Regions from separate parts of the Gossypium raimondii genome. Here region 2 is linked to region 1. A link is a contact called in public Hi-C data. All regions are on one chromosome and are shown on one strand. Each heading gives the region's core, a stretch centred on a gene start, on an enhancer-like site or on the middle of the called end of the contact. The rest is flanking DNA. Distances are from core to core; before and after follow the strand shown.

Evidence for each region. Hi-C and Micro-C count contacts between places; a contact is called where the count stands out from the background.
Region 2: a Hi-C map of leaf shows a contact between it and region 1, with 3 times the contacts expected there. The contact joins the promoter of LOC105791039 here to the promoter of LOC105791033 in region 1. A contact is called at or near these places in 2 of 2 Hi-C or Micro-C datasets (both in leaf).

Annotation. Positions count from the first base shown.
Region 1 is chr8:22,145,993-22,153,514 of ASM2569854v1, forward strand. It overlaps LOC105791033, which reads right to left and starts at 3,452. Exons shown (of 16, transcript XM_012618900.2): 1 at 2,000-3,452; 2 at 1,455-1,522; 3 at 624-779; 4 at 182-349. The coding sequence starts at 2,126.
Region 2 is chr8:22,377,532-22,385,053 of ASM2569854v1, forward strand. LOC105791039 reads left to right here and starts at 4,183. Exons shown (of 3, transcript XM_012618910.2): 1 at 4,183-4,341; 2 at 5,301-5,664; 3 at 5,908-7,522. The coding sequence starts at 5,318.

The DNA of each region.
Region 1 (7,522 bases), core at 2,202-4,701:
AATAAAATTTGTCTAGATCTGACACCTTAACTAGAAGCAAATTACAAAATACTTTTTATCTTAATCTTAAAACAGTTCATGGATATGTCAATGATTTTACTTGTGAATAATGCAAAAGAACTAAAACCATTTTGTCATTTTCAAATGAAAAGAGGCAAAAAGAGCTGTTGGAATACTTTACTTCATGTGTGCGGGCATCTGAAACAACTGACACTACTGCCTTGCAGGTTGCGCGTATAATTCTGCAATAAGAATGCAATAAGGCATGTGGAGCAGTCCTATCAAGCCTCAGAAGATAGATGCAAGAAAACACAGTTTGTGCCAAGGAATGACCCTTATGCCATGCTGCCTGCCATGAAAGACTACAATTTAGATAAAAGAAGAGAAACAAAACAAGTAGAGGGCCCAGGCACAAAGAAAGACAGAACAAGTATAAATACAAAATCATTAAAAACATGATGAAAAAATCTCACTCCATGTAAATGAATGCTTATTTAGAAGCATCTGGGACACTGTGGAATAGGTGAAACAAATTCAAGACTAACCAAAACAGTCATACATGTGCACTATATGTGTATATATATAGAGAGAGAGAGAGAGGGAGAGTATACACAAGATAGTACCTCACAAGCTAGAAGATGGTCCATGATATCAATGGTGCAGCGGACATCAATGGTGCTGTCAAGGCTAATAGGAATAGGAGCAGCACCATTTTCAATGGCCTCATCAATAGAATAATATGTACAAACAATACCCGAATCCATCTTTGGATCCATTATCTAACAAAAAAAAAATTGTCAGTGAAGGCCAAAAAGCTATTTAGTTCAAACGTAGAAAACATATATAGGGAAAACTTAAAGTAGCAAGAAAAATAAAGTCTTTTTTTTTTTTTGAAAGAAAGAACTTTTACAAGTACTGTATAATTACAAGTGTACATGTCCGAGGAACTACAAAGTAGAATCAAACCATTACAACACACAAACTGACAAAGAACAAGAAATAATCCAAACTAAAACCCACACATGCGCAATTGCACATGGAAGGACTCAAACCTGGGTACTCAGGACCCAAGGCCTCAACCTTTGCCACTATTGCCAAGGCTTTACTGGCAATAAAATAAAATAAAGTCAATTTAATACATATTAAATGGAGGTATTTTTTTGTTTATGTCAGATTTATGTTAGTAAAGACATCACTTGATGTTTGAGAATGGGATCAAGCATTCAAGTGTCTAAGTGACCATTGCAACAAACCCTCATTTGGAAATATGTTAAATAGCTCAAACACTGACAATGAACAAATCAAGTTGTAAAAGCATAAATGGCAGAGAAAAGTAAACCTAAAAAGAAAAACAAAAGATCAATTATCATCTTAACTAAGATAATGATAACTTCCAAGAAAATTACAAAAGATCAATTATCATTCAATAACCAAGAAGTATCAAGTATCAACACCTCTAAAGCAGACATGGCAGCAAAAAGGTTGAAATTGTCCCCATGAATGAGCTCTCCATCTCTAAGACCTGTGATCACCAAGCATTGCTGAATAGCTAAGTGATAAAGCGAAACCCAGAAATAAAAGAAACTAAACAAATAAGGTCTTAATCATCACATGAAAGCACCCACATTTTCTCTCTATATTTGGCATAGCTTCACAACAGCAATGATAAGATTTATAGTTACTTAAAGAAAAACTATGATTCGATAATAATTTTCTTGCTTTGGGTGATCATAAATAAAAGGGAGAAAGCCATAGCTTTCATAAAGTTAATACCTTCTCTTTCCCCTATTTATTTTCTCTACTACAAAAAACAATAACTTTCCACACTTCAGTTACCAAAGAAACTGAAAAATTTTACTCAACAAGCAATAGGGTTTAGGGATTCGCTGTTAGATCTCCTAATCAAATATAAAAAGGAAATGGTTTTCCTTTTTTGACTTTTATTTTCCCGAGAACCAAACAGAGGTTTAAGGGGGGAGAAAAGAGGGAGAGATAGAACCTGCACAGGCGGCTTGAAGGAGAGGCGAAGCGTCGGCCCAGACAGTGGTGTCGCTGGCGGGAATCGAGGCAAGCTTGGGTGGTTGGCCGTCGATGGAGGCTTCTTCATAAACTGGCTTATCAGCCATTAGGTTATTGAGTTGAAAAGTTTTGAACAGCTGAGGATCTCAAGCAGTGAGTGAGTGAGCGAGGTTGAGGTTGACGATGCTGTTTTCTTTTCAGTCTTGGCTTTACAGTGCCAGTTGCCACAACAAACCTCGTAAAACCAACAGAGCTGAGAGAGGGTTTAGGGCATCTTCTGGGTCGGGCCGGGTCCCCCCTCGCTCCATATCAACCTTTTCTCAACCCAACAATTCTTTTCTCTCTTCCTTTATGAAATAGAAATACTTTTTTTTATTTTTTATAATAAAAAATAGAGGGATAATAGCAAAATTTACCTCTGTACATTAACGAAATTGTCAATGTAGTACCTACATTTTTAATTTATTATCTTGATACCTGTACTTTTCTTCAGTCTATCATTGTGTACTCGGATCTAACATTGGTAGTTTCTGACATAATATGACACGTGAACCATCAATAAAGAGAAACGTGGCAGTGGGCCACAAACAAAAGCAAAACAGTCACGAAAGGCAGAAAGCGGGACTTGATAGAAATTTTACCTTTCATTTTTTTAGGTAAAAATTATTAATAAATAAAAAAATAAGAACCCCATCTTCACTCTCCTGCTCTAGATTCTTTTACTTAATAGAAAAATTATTTTCAAACTAAAAATACACTTCATCTGCACAAACCCAGAAAGCAAAATAATTGATAAAAGTCCAAACTCAAATTTAATTTGTATAGAATATGTACAAAATTTGTTTTCATACAATAACTCCTTCAAACCTGAACACTGATATCCTAAAATTCATTTGTGATTTTGTGAAACCTTATACATGATTTGAAACCCAAGTCCCAATTCTAGATCAAATTTCCTAAACCTTCAAACTTGAAAAAAAAAACTAAAAATCTTAGAACCCTATATTTCAAAATCAAAGCAAAATCCCTACAGAGCAAAGAATTGGGGCAGCAGTTGTTCTTTTAAGTGCTCAGCAGCGATTATGGAAGATTTGAGGCGATGAAGACTGCATTGCACAAGGAATATGATTGCTCTCTAGATTCCGAGCAAGGATCGGTTTGAGATGGGCCTAGTACGACGCTCGCTTACCCTTGGTGGCTTTCGTAGATGGGTCTTCCATGGAAGACGAAGGGGATTTAGATGGCAACAAATGGACAGTGGAAGCCATTTTTGAGTCATAAAGGTGTTTGGGTTTGATTGAAGGTATTTTTGAGTTATAAAAATGCTGAGTTATGAAGATTGAAGACATAGCTTGAGGAAGTTCAAAACAAAAAACTTAGCTTAAGATAGGATAGGGAGACAAAGAGACTTTACTTTTTTAGCTTTAAAAGGTTTCTGAATTTATTTATTGTCTTACAATTTTTTTTTGTTGGTATCATTACTCTTTCGTGTATCTTAGAAGTTTTTAATAATTTATTTATTTTATTTATTCTTTTAATGGGCCAATTTACATATATATATATATATACCATTCTCTAAAAAATTATTGATTTATATTATTTTTGGAGAGAGAAAAAAAATGTGTTTTCACTGATTTACTAAGAACAACACGCTATATAGGACGCGTTTTCTTCTCTTTCTTAAAAATGTGACATATGTGGCATGTTTTATCTGGCAGATCAGTAAAAACGCACCTTGTAGGACACGTTTTATGTGCAACAATAACATCTGCCAACGGGCAAAAAATCCAAACCGCTATTTTTTTCCTATATAAACCCTTCAATTCTCTTTTTTTTTCAATTCAACTCTCAATTTTCACAATTTGATTCTCAATTTGTTGTTCTGAATTTGTTATTCTCAATTGTCAATTCTCAATTTATTATCCTAAATTCCCAATTCCTGAATTTTTTTTTAAAATTATTGTATAAATCTTTTGATTTTATTTTATTCGATGGCATATTAGTTTATTCATTTAGATGACAATCACATCTCAGGCGTTCAATTACAAATGGTAAGAAAATATTATTTAATAATTTAATTCTAATCCATTAATTATATGATGTTAAGAAATTTTTATTAAATTATTTAATTTTAAATACTTAATTATTGTTCAAATTATTGATTTTTATGTTTATATACTTAGGTCGAAGATTAAATTTTGGAGATGTACATAAATAACTTAAGTGAATATGCATCAGAGGTCATTCATGAACTCTTGCGAGATGCAAACTTTTTAGACGCGGTTTGCATGCTTGGGGGGACCAAATTGGATCTCCCACTCATCAGTGTTTTGGTTAAGAGATGGAGGTTGGAGACGTACACATTCTGTCTTCCTTATGACAAATGTACAATTAAACTCGAGGACGTCAGTTTACAACTCGGTCTACTACTATTAATCGACTTAAGAGAAGTAGGATGACTTAGCTAGGGATCGACAGTGCTGGCAACATTATACCGAGAAATGTGTTGAGTGACGATACCAAAAAAAGCTAAAATAGGCAGTTGCATGTTCTTGCTTCAATCGTAGGCATGGTATTGACTAACATTTCTATGCCCCCAAGTGTAAGTCCTTTACGAATTCCCACTCTTATCATGGTAAAATTCATTTGATAGTATTGTTATCATACCAAAATTTTCATTGTTTTAATTTTGAAATAACATATTTTTTGAACAGGTGGAACAAACCCACGAGACACAGCGGTATACCGACCAACCTCAAAGACATCCGACTAGCTTTAAACAAACAGAAAAGGAGGTTAGTTTATTAATTTCAAAGTTATTGGTTTTTTACTCCAACATTTGAAATTAAATATTCGACACTAGCTAAAATTTATAAATTCGTACTGCAGTTTGTATGGATGTCATACGCGGATTCGAGGATACAAGAATGCATCCTAGACGAATTTTTGGCCAACCGCAGCAGCTAGCACATAAAACTGCCATTGATCGCCTTTACAACGATTGAGATGCACAAATCCAACTAAGTGATGCGACAATTCGGGTGTATCCAACATATTTTATCGCAACCTCAGGAGCTCGAAGACTTACACAAGATCGACATGCGTAGGAGACTCGACGAAGATTAGGCAACATTCCACAAGAAGTATATCGAGTTCTAGCAGTACAGGTACGATTACTTGCCAACACGTGAACCATTTCTCATGCCAGAGTTGGCGACATCTTCGGAATATATGGACTAGTTCAGGTATCATAAGAAGTCGTACCTACTGCCGGCTTTAGAAAGAAGTAGACAACGTCGCTGTTGGAGACCTAAACAAGGACCCATCAATCCCAGGTTGGGAGAAGATGCTGCGGAAGAACCAACATATCTGCCACATGCACACGAGGACCCGATTACGGTGTAACCTCCCGGTCAATATAGTTCATTTATTCCTGTCACAAACACTTTTTATATTACACCATCATCACAACACACATAATCGCCCAGCATCAACACATACAACACTAGTTTATTTTACACAAACACAACATCACGCGCAATCATTCCCTACACTGACACATCCATCACCAATTTATTTCACACAAGCATCACAACATGTGCAATCATTTCCTGTACCGGCACAACCACCATCGGTTTATTTTTTCACAAGCGCTATAACACGTGCAATCATTCCATAATGTCACAATCACCCTCAACATCGTTATTCTTTCGAGTTAGGTTGTCCTCGCATATGCCGACTCGATCGGGGGGATGTAATATGGGCGACTAGGACACAGTCACAGTCATCCACGAAGGAAGGAGATGAGGTCAGTGATCAACCTTGATGTGCATATAAAGATGAGGTCTAAGTCCCAAATGAGTCGCTAGCCTCAATAGTGTGATGGAACCCTAGGCATACCTGACACAGACCCGATTGTGGCACACATTTGAGACATCATTGATTATGTTTATTTCTAATTTTTCGAAGTTGTTTAATTTATTCTACATTCTTAATGTACACTTATTTAAAATATACATTTATTGTTTACTACAATCGGGATGTATGTACATAAGTTTTTAAGCTATGGATTTTGAATATATTGGGTCATGCCACAAACATTTATTGTTTATTGCATGAACATACCCATGTTGATGACATGTCGTCGCTTTGTATCATTTTTGTATTAGCCCATGGAGTTAGACCTTATGCGACATAAACAATACCTATGGTGTACACGATCCCATAGGCTTGAACGTCGATCGAATACAGCTACGATTCCTGTAACACCCCTAACTCGTATCCGTCACCAGAACAAGGTTATGAAGCATTACCAAAATATATAGATCAAGTAAATAGACATTTTATTTTATACAGTATTCATGTCAGAAATCAAACATAAAGTCCCTTATATGAACCATCGAGGTCCAAAACATGCATTAGAAATAAGTCAGGACTAAATCGGGTACTCAGAGAATTTTTTGAGAAATCTAAAATTTTTTTTCCTAGGTGCAGGGATCACACGCCCGTGTGGTCAGGCCGTATGGTTCACACGGCCAAGGGACATGCCCGTGTCTCAGACCGTGTAACTCTCTGACTTGGGGCACACGGCCAATCCACACGCCCGTGTGCCAGGCCGTGTAATTAATTTTGAGCATTCTGTTTTGACATTTTAAAGATGTAGGGGACACACGGCCAGATCACACTCCCATGTGCTGGGCCGTGTGTCACATATGGCTGAGACACATGCCTGTGTCTCTGCCTGTGTGGACAAGATAGGCTATTTTCCAAGCCACATTTCTCACCCATTTTGTCTTCCTCCTACACCAATACTTTAACATATTCACAAATCATTTTAAAACAATTAATTCAAGTCAAAATCGAGTCTCATGCATGACATATTATCACGTACAATCAATGTGCTCTTAAGCACCTCAGATGACACTTTACCATCATGTAACCAAATATACAAACTTACTTAACTTATCAAATCCACCTATATGCATATTTTACCAAATATGCTAAAATTAATCATCAATATGCCAACATGGTTTCTATCAATCAACCATTTAAGCACACACCAAACATGTTATAGCCTCATTTACATATCAAAACATGTTCATCACAAGCCATTCCAATAGCTAGTTATAACCAAAACATTTATATGCCAACATTGGCTAATTAACCTATACATTCCATTATAACCATAATTGATTTACCATATATACCAAAATGGGCCAATGGATAGTGTGAGTTATCTCCGCCAAGCTTCCAATCCAACAAGCTTCCGAATTACTGTAGAATAAGGGAAAATAAAACAAAGTAAGCATGAAATGCTTAGTAAGTTCGTATAACATGGTAATTAACTTACCACTAATTTAAATTCAAGATAAACATGCAAGACACATTCAATCTACTTGATCACGAGCCTTAACATATATCATTATCACCGTTGTTAGTCATATATTTCATATAAATATTAAGAAACATGTATGGGCTCAACAATAATTAGATTTCTATGTAC
Region 2 (7,522 bases), core at 2,933-5,432, 230 kb after region 1:
AATGAGTATTAGATTTAATTCAAAATACTTATGCATGAAAACATTCGAGAAACTCCTCCGATAGCAGTATCTAAGTCCTAACCTCGTGAGTTATCTGAAAAGTAGGAAAATTTAAAGGGATTAGTTTTTAAAGCCCAGTGTGAATCCAACATAAAAGAAAACAGTATTTAAGCTAGGGGTGTGCATTCGGTTAACCGATCGGTTAACTGACCCGAAATAGCTATAACCGAATTAACCGACCTTCCAAAATTTTTAACCGTTAACCGAACCGAATTTTTTTAAAAAAATTAACCGAACCGAAATGTTTTCGGTTAATTAGTTCGGTTAACTGAATTAATCGAAAATTGTATGGTTTTTATTTTTGGTTAAAAATTAACCGAATTAACCGAATTACCCGAATTGAATAACTACATAATTAAAAATATCACATAAGTCTTTGAATCACTACATAATTAAACATAATTCTTGAAATTAAATAATTAAACATAATTCTTGAAATTAACACATAGTTGAAATGTAAGTCTTTAATATTCTCCATTTATATCAATTTCTTCTCTCCAAAAATCTCCATTTGCATTAAACCTAAAAAAAAAAAAACATGTGTAATTGGGTAGATACTTAAGAGTTAAACTTTAGTTTTATTTTTATTGGGTTGGTAATTGGGTAGACTTTAGTTTTAGTTTTATTGGGTTGGGTAATTTGGTAGACTTTAGTTTTAGTTTTATTGGGTTGGATAATTTTATTTATTAATTTTTTCGGTTAACCGAAAAAATTCGGTTAACCGACCGATTTCGAACCGAATTAATCGTTAACCGGAAAATCATAAAAAAATTCACCGACCCCCGACCGAAAAAATTCGGTTAACCGACCGATTAACCGAATTCAGTCGATTAACCGAATTTTTCGGTTTTACCCGAATTATGCACACCCTTAATTTAAGCCATACATTTCATGAATATAGCAACACTTATATTCAACATCATCTTATATATATTAAGGTGCGTGAAAATGTCAATGCAGAGCTTTTTCATAAATCAATGCAAGTTTTTCAAAAACATTCATTCCCATCTCCGCTACACACCAATAAAAACTTTTTGAATAACACATCATGTTGTGGCCAAGCCACTCAATATCCCAGTCAAGCTGCATCGTTGTGGTCAAGCCACTTAATATTGCTGTAAAACTGCCAAAGTCTTCCTCCTTTCGTAATCATCCCAACCCCATACATGTGATATGGCATATGAACAATATTTTTAGTGGCATGCTGAACATGCAATCGGATTTATAATCAATATAGTCGGCATGCTTAACATGCGAATCAAATTTATAGTCAACATAGTCGGCATGCTTAACATGCAAGTTTTATTTCAATTATCAAAATAGTGGCATGATTTATTTATATATCATGCATAATCAATCTTGCCATAAAATCACATATCATGAGAATTTGTATGTAGACATCATTTCACATCAATCATTAAATCACAACAATTATATCATACATTCACAAAATGATCAGTTCAAAGTACTTACTTGAATATCACCCCTTTTTACAGATTTAACATCCCATTTTGAATAAATAATGTATTCTCAATATTTTGCATCATGGAGATCTTTAACAAGATTTCACTTTTAATTAAATATATGTATTATTCGATAATAATTTTCATGTGTAAATTTTCTAATAAGTTAAACCCACACTTGATGATTAGCCTTTCCACTAGATCTAAACTCCAATCTTCAGTGATGGGACAAAAAGACTTATCTCCCACTTTATCCGATTAAAAAGATAGTTTATTAAAGAAATATAATTATTAGTCTTGGGCATGAATTCAATCTCTAACTCTTAAGAGTTTGAGTAGAGAACTTACTCTTGTTTCCTTTTTATGAAGAAATCCGATTGATTTTTTATGGGTGTAGAGAATCCGAATAATCAAACCAACCCTTCGAATAATCAAGTAAAAATCACCCCCTATACACGGTTATAAGTTATGGAGAAATTGATATAGAGTTTTCCTCGTAGATACTTACATTACGACGGTGATACGACAGTCGTCTGACGGTAGTGTGGCAGTCGTCTGACAGTTGTGCAACGATCGTCTGCCGGTTGTGTAGCAATGGTGAAGTGGTGGTTTGGTGGTGGATAATGATATCAAGTGGTGGTGAAAAAAATGGAAATCGATGGTGTAAAGGAAGATGTTTAGAGGCTAAAATAAAACAAAAAGTGAGAAAGGGAGGAGTAAGGAGGAGGAACAACCAAAAGAGGAGGAGAAGAAAATAGAATGAAAGAAAACAAAAGTGAATGTTGACTACCTTAGGTGGGATGAACAGTTCAAGCTTGGTAAATGAGAGAAAATGGAAGCTTTGGGGGACAATGGCATGGAAAGTGGATCATGGGGAACATGCGGAGTGAAAAGGGGGTTTATGGGGGAAAGTTGACTAGTTAAAAAAAAGAAAGAATCTTCCCTTGCATGTAACTAGGAGGGGATGGCAATGGAAACTTTGACCAATGTTTTATGAGTAAAAAAAATTTTAAAAAAATAAGGATGTGGGGAATGGAACATGGGACCTAATAGGATTTATTTATGCTCTTAACCATTAAGCCAACTCACTTGCTTAATAACATTCTAACAACATTTATTTAAAAACATGGTGTGACATTTACTAATGTTTGAAGCAAAATTGCACCAATTGGAAAATAATATGAGGGAAGGGGTTTAAACTCAGGTCTTCAAGGACAGTTCCACCACTACTAAATCACTATGGTGTACATTTCGTGTCATTACGCGGTGCCCCGCTTTTATTTGTCTAAATATAATCCAAGCGGGTTCAAGTGCTTGAAGAGCATATCTACCGAAACAAATTCAATTACCTCGATAAGATATCCCCTTCATTCTTCCTCTATGTTGTTTACGAAATCGAGTTCTTTTGGGGTTATAGTTGATGGTTGTTGGTGAATTCCATCTCTACTACAGAACTAGACATGAGAGTTTCTTCTCATCCAACTCCTCGCGAAAAAAAAAAAGACTAAAAATATATTTTATTCTTAATCTTATGACGTGTAGGCAATTAATGAATAATTGAATCTTGGGATTCTTTACTTTGCGATTTTATCTGATTTGGAAAAATGTTGGAGAGAAAGATGAAGATGAATTTGGGGAGAGAGATGGGACCAACGAAGATGTAAAAGATGGAGGAAATAAAAAAATACTTTAATATAAATTAATATAAAATATTATTTCTAAATTTTAGAAACTATAAAAAAATATTTTAATATAATTTAATATAAAATATAAAATTATTTTAATATAAAATATTCTAAATATTATAATATAATTTAATAAAAATACTTAAATATAATTTAATATAAACTTTTATTTGAAATATAATTTAATAGAAAATATAATTTAAATATTTATATTTAAATATTATTCTTTTGATAGAAAATAATATTCTTTAATATTAAATTGATATGAAAAATACATTAAAATATTTAAGGACATATTTGTTATTTGATTTTTTTTGTATTAGATATCTATTCCACTGTTATGTTTATTCAATTTCATTACATCCTATTCCATTTTCACAAAAGGATAGAATCCTATTCTATTCCAAATGAACCGGACGTGATGTTAATATCTTTTAATTTCAAGATTTTAAAAACTTATGGGTACTTTAAAATATAAAATAACATAAATTTTCAATGTTTTGGAATAGGATTGATAGTCGAATTATTCAAACCATCGATTCCCTATCAATATACTTGTCTGGTTTAAATTAAATAAATTATTAAAATTAATAAATAAAATAAAATAAGTTATAAAATCCAGCTCAACCATCAATTTGTACTGATTTATTAGCCAACTAATTTTTATTTCTCTTCAATATAATATCTCGATTAATTTTCGATTCAATAAATCTAATTGAATCAAATCTAATTTTGAAAACACTAATATTCTTTTAGAATTATAGCAGGATGGAAATAAAACAAAATATACGGATAAAACATAAAAAGTGAAAATGTGAAGTCTATTGGTACCTGCACTCAAACAACATGTTTATCAACAACTCTTTTACTATGGCATTTATCACGAATATTAATAAATAATAATATTATTATTATTATATTTTCCTTAAATTCCAAAACAACCCCTTGAAATTGATTCCTTTTCCAACGCTGACCCGACAATTCCCAATTTTTATTTATTGTACATCACGCCCCTACCCTTCTTTACTTGTTCTTCTTTTTTTTTCTTTTTTTTCCTAATTTCTCGAAAAAAAACCCCAAGCTTTAGGGTTTCTTCTTCTCCTCCAATTCCAAGCCCCGGATTTTCCAGTCTGGTAAATTCTCCCCCTTTTACTCTCTCTCTCTCTCTAAAATTTATTATCCGATTTTCTCCTTTTCGTGCTAATTTCTTTTTATTTTTTATTTTTATTTTCTTTCTTGGTTTGCATGCCATAATTTAGTCAATTTCTTTTAATTCTTTTGCATGCACTGTTACTCCTTGAAGTTGAGTGGAAAATGTAATTTAGTTTCTCGTTTAGATTGTTGGGTCTTCGTTAATGGTTCTGCTTTTTGGTGGGTTTTTTTTTTTTTTTTGCTGATCTGGTTATCATGACCGTTGCTTTGGTTTTAAAAAGATCTGTTTTTTTTTTTTCTTTAGCTCACTAGCTGTGGAAGACATTGACTTATTTGGTTTCTTTGGCAGCCTTTTCCATCTTGAAATAAACTTTGGGGGGGGTGATAAACCCGTTTAGCTGTTTTATATGTTCGCTTTGAGCGCTTTTCTAAACAAAATCACTGATCAATCATGGGATGTTACTTATAAATTTTATGTTTTTAGAAATGTAGATATATATTTTTTGTCAATTGTGTACTTTTTTTTTCCTTCCACTGATAAATTATCAAGTTGGTTCCTTTGGTTTGATGGTTTAAGACAATGTCGTGCTCTGTTGTTTGAGGCTTCAACTGGTTTGACTACTGACTGTAAGTGTGCCTTTAAGGAATACCATGATGATTAGTAAAAGAAAATCTGTGTCTTCCACTTTAGTTAAGTTGAGAAAGGTTTGACATTTTGGACTGAATCTTGTGCATCAGTTCTATGATTGGGGGACCTGAAAATTTCCTTTTGTACTTCTAATGTCTGTGTGGGTTTCTCCCATACCTGTCAATTGCCTTGCATGCAGTATTTGATGTAACGATGTTTGTAGGCCATGTATGGTTTGTAATGATTTTAAAAGCTTTTACTTTTATCATTTGAGTTTATGTAATCTATTTGTAAATTTGTTGTTCATTTAAGTTAAGAAGCAATTTGGAATGGTGCGGGGGAAGCTGATCTTGATTTGCCAGCATGGTGGTGAATTTGAGACAAAAGATGATGGATCCATGTTATATGCTGGAGGAGAGGCACATGCCTTGGACATCAGCCCTGAGACAGGATTCGATGATCTCAAGTACAAATTAGCTGAGAAATGTAACTTGGAACTAAAATCTTTGGCTATCAAGTATTTTCTCCCCGGAAACAGGAGAACACTAATTACTTTGTCTAATGAGAAAGACCTAAAAAGGATGTGTGATTTTCACAAGGACTCGGTGACTGCAGATGTTTTCCTTACAGGGAAAGCAGGCTTTGTTCCTGCAAATCATGGCATGCCTGCTAAGAGGTAATTACTCTCTACCTGCAATTATTACCATTTTCTAGATTCTCTTTGTTGTCATTACTATTTTGTCGCATTAAATTTATAGGGAAATTCATTATCATTGCATCAGCAGCAAGCAAAATAAGAATGTGCTGAAAAAATCCGTCTTCTTTGATGAGTGTGGGTTTCCCTTGGTATTTCTGCATTGTGGTTAATTATGGAAATTGTGACATCTACAGTTTCATTAAGACCATTCATCGCTTGCAGGAAAAAGAAAGCCACTGCTGCACGTCCTGCTACTTCCAAAGTTGCTCCCTCTGCTGGCGGCCTGAAGGATGTTACCATCAGTATAGCAACCCCTTCTGACTCTGTTGCAGGTGTCAATGCAGCACTCCGAAGTCCCTCTAGAGCAGCAAAGCGTACTGCTGGCCGTAACATTGTTGATGGTCTTTTTGAGGTCAGTGTTGCTGATGCAACTGACACAGATACAATTGATATGAGTGCTTCTCCTGCTGATACTGTCAAGAAACGAAGGCGCACTGCCTCCTGGAAACGTGCTGCAAATGGTCTTACCATTGTGACTGTTGATGACAATCTTGAGGAGACAGAGAAAACTCCACCCAGGAAAAAGGTAGCTAGGAAATTCAATCCCATTGTTGTAGCTAATAATGGGGACCACCAGCTTGGCCCTGTTGATGGTTCAGTGGAGAAACAAGTTGAATCATGGAAAAATGGTATTACTGAAGGCCAGGATTTCAGAAGTGTGGCGGAATTCCGTGATGCTCTACAGAAATATGCCATTGCACATCGCTTTGGTTATAAATTAAGAAAGAATGACACCAATCGTGCTAATGCTGTATGTGCAGTAGAAGGATGTCCTTGGAGGATTCATGCATCTTGGGTCCCATCTGCCAGTGTGTTTAGGGTTAAAATGTTACATGAACCACATACTTGCGGTGGCGAATCATGGAAGATTGCTACTCCAGCTAAAAATTGGCTGGTGAATGTTATAAAGGATAGGTTGAGAGATAGCCCACACCACAAACCAAAAGAAATTGCAACTGGCCTTCTTCGTGATTTTGGGCTTGAGCTGAACTATGCGCAAGTATGGCGTGGAATTGAAGATGCTCGGCAGCAACTTCAGGGTTCATACAAAGATGCATATAACCAGTTGCCTTGGTACTGTGAGAAGATAGAGAAGACAAACCCTGGTAGTTTTACGAAGCTTGTCATCGGAGATGATAAAAGATTTCAGCGTCTTTTTCTGTCCTTTAATGCTTTGATACGTGGTTTCCAAAGTGGTTGTCGTCCACTTCTTTTCCTCGAAGCCATCCCTTTGAAATCAAAATACCATGAAATTCTGCTTACAGCGACTGCACTGGATGGTGATGATGGTATTTTCCCTGTTGCATTTGCTGTTGTAGATGATGAAAATGAGGACAGTTGGCATTGGTTTTTGGAGCAGTTGAGATCTGCTGTGTCGACTTCCCGTTCTCTAACCTTTGTCTCTGATAGAGATAAGGGATTAATGAAACATGTACTTGAAATATTTGAAAATGCTCACCACGGTTACTCAATATACTACTTGATGGACAGTTTCATACAGAACTTGAAGGGACCATTCTTTGGAGAAGGAAGGGCTTCATTGCCTGGATGTTTCTTAGCTGCAGCGAAAGCAGTCCGACCTGGTGGTTTTAGGATGTACACTGAGCAAATTAAACGGGTTTCTTCAAGTGCTTATGATTGGATCATGCAAAATGAGCCTGAATATTGGGCAAATGCCTTTTTCAAGGGTGAGCATTTTAATCACATAACACTCAACATTGCAGAGGCATATGCTAACTGGATAGAGGAAGCACGAGACCTACCCATCATACCTAAG